Linked DNA regions of Mus musculus: region 1 is linked to region 2. The links are chromatin contacts, called in public promoter capture Hi-C maps. All regions are on one chromosome and are shown on one strand. Each heading gives the region's core, a stretch centred on a gene start, on an enhancer-like site or on the middle of the called end of the contact. The rest is flanking DNA. Distances are from core to core; before and after follow the strand shown.

Evidence for each region. Promoter capture Hi-C pulls out the DNA fragments that hold promoters and counts their contacts.
Region 1: a promoter capture Hi-C map of pre-B cells shows a contact between it and region 2. The contact joins the promoter of Rnf146 here to the promoter of Rwdd1 in region 2. A contact is called at or near these places in 1 of 39 promoter capture datasets (pre-B cells) and 1 of 484 Hi-C or Micro-C datasets (CD4 T cells).

The regions. Positions count from the first base shown.
Region 1 is chr10:29,361,065-29,363,764 of GRCm38.p6, forward strand. It overlaps Rnf146 (ring finger protein 146), which reads right to left and starts at 1,378. Exons shown (of 4, transcript NM_001110197.1): 1 at 900-1,378; 2 at 221-281. Gm30698 (verprolin-like) reads left to right here and starts at 332. Exons shown (of 2, transcript XM_030245425.1): 1 at 332-605; 2 at 640-1,559. The coding sequence starts at 332. The coding sequence ends at 1,445.
Region 2 is chr10:34,018,244-34,020,943 of GRCm38.p6, forward strand. Rwdd1 (RWD domain containing 1) reads right to left here and starts at 1,373. Exons shown (of 7, transcript NM_025614.3): 1 at 1,123-1,373. The coding sequence starts at 1,195.

The sequences.
Region 1 (2,700 bases), core at 128-2,627, 4.7 Mb before region 2:
GTTCTTTAATATGCCATGTTCTTTAAAAGTCTAATGATACAGATCATTTATTGTTATGTTCTACGCATTCAACTTCTATGACAATACGTGCCTTTCAATGCCCAAGCTCCAGGTGCACATCTAGTTTGCAAAAGAACACACACACACACACACACACATACACAGATAAAATGTAGTTGTCAGAATGCGTGTGCTAACTTACAGTGGGGAAACATCTTACCTAATTATAGAGGACGGTTCCATTTCCACATCCTCAAAAACAATGTCACATAGCCCTTTCTCTTTAAAAAAAAAAAAAAAAAAAAGTCCAGAAAATAAGACAGTGACAACAATGGGGATCCCGTGCGCTCTCAGATGGGGTGGAGGGTTAAGGAGAAAACTCCACATCCAGCAAGCAGAACAAAGCGACTGCCGGAGCTCTCAAGATGCACCCGGCTTGGGAGGCCCAACTGGTATCCCGACACCTCAGGCTGGTTTCGGGTTTGGGGAGCCATCAAAACAAGAACGCTCGGCGGCTTCCGCCAGCGCGAGGAGGAGGGGACGACTCCGGGCACTGGGCAAGACCCAGAGGCACAGCCGCGGCGGCGGCGGCGGCGGCAGGGCAGGCGGAAGATAGCATGCAGCCCGTGGCCGACTGAGGCCCGGTCGAGCCCGCTGGAGCTGCCCGCAGCCTGGCCTGCCTGCGCAGTAATGGCCGGGGCCGCGCCCGTCACAGTCCGGGCTGCGCCAGCTCGGCCTCCCTCCGCGCGCCCGTCCGGGCCGCGCTGGCCAAGGGCGTCCCCGTCCTACCGGCCCCCGACCCGCCGCCGCCCGCCGCGGACTCCGAGCGCCGCCTCGCAGCCAACGAAGCCGCAGTGCCCCGCCGAGGCCCGCAGCCCACGGCCCCCCGCGCTCCTCACCGGTCCGGCCCGGAGCCCACCTCTCGGCCGCCGCCGCAGCCACCTCGCAGTCTTTTCTCCTCCGCTTCGGAGCCCGCAGCGGACGGGGACGCGCGCGGCCGTCACGTGACCGCCCGGCGCTCAAGGGGCGGGGCCGCGCCGGCGGAAGCCACGCCCCCTCACCGTGATCCCGCGCGCGGCGGCCCTGGCTGGCGGTCCCCACGCTGGCTGCTGCTCTTCTCTGTCCCTTGCTGCGACCGGGCTGCTCCTTGTCCCTGTTCCGGTCCTCCCTCACCCTCTGCGTGGCGCATCTTGTGGCCTCCTGGTTCTGAACTGGTGGAGGTCCATCTAGGTGGCTTGTGGGAGGAAGCTAGACCTTCAGTACCAGGAAGAAGAGCCTTTCCAAAACTCAGCCTTGGGTCAAGTCCTATGTTTCCTTTGGCCGTGCCCTTGGAGAGACTACCGCTTGTTCCTTATACAAAAAAGGCACAAGAAAAGTCACGGCGTGGACTGGATGGTCCCCGAGATGCTCCAATTTATTCACCTCACAAATGGCCAGATATGTAATGGGAGAGGGGGTGTGCTGGGGTGTCTTTTAAACCCTAACAGCATAGGAAGCTAGAAGAAGAAATCGTCCCGCGAATCTAGAATAAATTTCATGGGTTAGTTTTATGGCAAGCATATGGTGTTACACATCAAAATCTAGTCCTTGTTCATTTTAACCGGCACATGATCTTTTTCAGAACAGTTTTCTCTACTTGAAGTTGCACAAAATGGACCAGAGAACCTTTTCACCTTTGAAAGTATTTCCGCATTCTGTAACTGTTTGCATTGTGCTTGCAACAATGTTGCATTTTGAGGTTACATCCACTGTTTGAATTCAGGACTGAAAAATGTACTGTGCACCTATTTATAGGGTTTCAAGGCCACTGATCCAAAGGAAGAGCTCATCTGCTTAACATTAATAGCTGTAAATCCAGAGCATGGGTTCGGGTTATTCATTCAGTTGTTATAGGAAATATTATATGAACTTTTATAGCCTGAAGAGAAAAGGTTGTACATCAATGTACGTTGAAAGGGATAAGACATTGAATAGGTGAGTCGATGTGAGCAAGCATGTGGGTCTATTTCATAGGCTTCAGATGTTAAAATATTCTTAATTTCAAAGGGATCTAGCGGTAGGAGGCTGATTCACCTTACTTGAGGATCTGGGTTCAATCCCTAGTACCATTGAGGGAAGGGGTTGGGGGGATTAAAAATGTTGATGGAAGCTACTGGCTAGCTAGGTTTCAACAGTGCATACCAAACAGTAACAAAGATGTTAGGCCAGAAGATACAGGAATTTGTAGCAAATGGTTACTGTGGCAACTATGGGCTATGGGGGAGGAGGGACACAAATATATGTTCTTGTATGCAGCATTCTCCTGGACCACTGTTAGAAAGTTTAGCCAGCCATTCAGTCCACAGGATCTTCCACACAATTGTGGCTTCTTTAGGGAAACAGGTACACTGTGTGTAAATGTCTCTTGGTATCAGCTATTTCAATACATTTTCTTCTAAGTAATACTATTTTTATAACTTTAATTAATGTACAGATATTGAGAAACATGCCATCTTAGCTTAGTTCCCTATCATGTCATTTTATTTTTAATTCCAGTGGTATACAATATATGTATATAATAGTAGCAAAGTAATAGCAAAATTTTGACCTGTTCTTCAAGATTCAAGTTTGAAGAAACAATAGCAGTAATACCAATACAATATTCTGAGAGGGCTCATCTACTCCCTACAATAATCCAATGTCATCCTTTGCTATTCCCAT
Region 2 (2,700 bases), core at 123-2,622:
TAGCGCTTTATTTTAGTTTGACACTGACATATAAGCAAGGATAGAGAAGGAAGCCAGACTCCACACATACACTCACCCAGGTAATGACACTCTCAACCCCCTCTTCACTCATCCCTTAACATCCGCAACACAGCTGTATTGCTGGTGCGAGAGAACATGAACTCGACTGGAGCTACACAGGAGTAGCTGAGAGACATCTGCCTGTTGGCAAAGCAGAACAAAATTTGCTTCCATTGCAAAAAGTTGGTCAAAAAGTGAAGCCAAGAAAGAAAACTAAGCTAAGCAATGAAAGGGATGGTTTAGGATTTAAAGTAATATGCCTTGGGTTCTTAATTCAGACACTAAGTAATACTTGACAACACTTGGAGGAAGGGTTGTGGAATGTAAATCCCATCAATCCCCAGCCTACGTTCATACTGACTTTACCTTGAGTGCTTCCCTAATTTGAGAAGACCCATAGATAGGTTTTCCATGGAAACAGACTCACAAGGAAAGATTCTACTAATGAATTTCCTGACGGATGCTTTCCCTTAGACCCAATCAGCTCTTCCTACATCTAAGCTGAGGCTGAATCCTTAACCGAAGTCTTCAGGATGTAAGAACTAAGGACCTCTGGCTGGAGGAGGGAGAGCACAAGCCACTTGCCTTCCCTGGGCCTCCAGAACCTCGACGACGTCTAAGATACCTAAGAACCACAGCGACCACATCGTTCATCAGGCATTCTGCAGAATGCCTGATCACTCTTATAGAGAGAATAAGACATCCCCGAGTGTGCTGCTCTCAAAAGCCAGCATCCCAATCTTCTCAGCAGGGAAAACAGCTGCTACTTCACCAGAGCTTAAAATAGGAGGTAAAGGGGGGACATTAAGCGGCTCTGGAGAAACTCATCGCACTGCTAGTTCCCCCCACCCCCCGCGTGCTTCAGTGAATCTCGGATGACGGAGGTTACGCGAAACCAAAGCGGTCAGGACCAATTCCAGGGCCTCCGCAGAGCCACCCGGACCTTCGGATTTCAGGACAGTGGGGAAGGAAGCAGGCGAGTGCTGGAAACTGTCTGGAGAGCGGCAGGAAGGGCCGCGGGGCCCCGGCCTCCGCCCCGGAGCAGGAGGCCGCCAAAGTCACCTGTGAAGGAGTCGGGGTAGATGGACTCCAGAGCCTCCAACTCGTTGCGTTGTTCCTCGCCGTAATCTGTCATCGTGGCCCGCGTTGTTGCCCGTGCATCGGCGCGACTCCCTGGCGGCGGGCTGCAGCGGACACCGCGGCCGCCGGCTGCCGGGCGGGCGCACGCGCAGAGTCGGAGTGGAAAGGCCTGGAGCCACGCCTGGCACGGATTGCTGAGAAACAGCCCCGGCTCCGCGGGCCGCCCGATCCCCGCGTCGGAGTTCGACTCATCGCGCCTGGAATGCCGGCCGCCGATTCGCTGCCTGTCTGCGACGGCTCGGGATTGGCTGGGGGGTGACCGCAGCCCGCCCGGCGTTCGGGAAGGACAGCTACTGCCCGCTGCTGGGCTTTGCTGGCTTCTGATGGAGACGCCTGGCAGAGAGGCATCGCCATTCTGCGCTCGATGTGTCTGGTCTGAGTCTCGCGCAGGGCGTGGTAGTGGCGCCGAGGGCGGGGCGCGGAGGTCCAAGGGCTTCCGCTTTTCCGCGTTCCTAAACCACGTTTGTCGCCCAGAGCAGCCTGTGGGCGACAGCCAGCCCGGCTTCTTGGAACTTTCAATGGCCTGATCTGTGCAGACTCCTGGAAGCCGAGCTGGGACTTGGGGTCGGGGTTCGTCCAGAGGTCTGTCCCAGGAGGAACCCGGGAGGAAGGCTGAAAGTCGAACCAGAGGTTCTTGCACCTCACTTTAAAGTTGTGAAATAAGTGAGGCGGAAAAATTGACCTAAAGACTTGTTCAGTTGTTATTTCAGCGAACAGATAAAGGGGCGGATCTTAGTGACAGATTTGACTTTGCCAAAACTACAATAAGATACCGGAAAATAATACCTTTGATTTAGCTCTACTTCTGCTGATAGATTTGACAGCTTCAAGTCTATCACTACAACCAAAATGTCAAATGCCGTAACGGCAAAACTAAGAAAACAGATAAATATGTCTTCTTTTTTAATGAACACTAAATAGTTACTTGGTTTATATTTGTTTATAATAAAGGAACACGTACTAGCCTAAACAAAATGTGGGGAAATGTACCTCGGGAAGAATACCCCAAACATACTAAAAATGTTTCCCCAAATTTCTCTACCTTCCTTGTGTATTAAAGCTGGCTTTACTTGTATTATGCAGGTTCCATAGATGGGCTTTTTTGGCTTTGGCTTTGTGGTGATTGTTGCTGTTGCTTGCTTGTATCTTGCTTACTAGCCAGGATTGCCAGAACTCGTGTTACCCCTACCCTGGCCTCAGTGGTGCTGAGATTGTAGGTGTGAGCCACAGTGCTCCAGTTACACAGAAAGAGTTTTTTGTTTTGTGTTTAATTAGCAAGTATTCCTTACTTACAGTAAAGGAAATGCATTATGTCAAAAGTATTATGGTTTCTTGTTTTAAATAGATTAAGGGTTGCTTTTTGCCTTCTTTTAAACTTTAAAGGGGAGAAAAGGAAACTTCTGAGATGAGGTAGCATTTCAGATATAAGCTGCATATTTGTTTATTCAAAGGAATTCCGATGATTAGTTACCAGAATAGACTTCTAGGAACAGCTGCTTT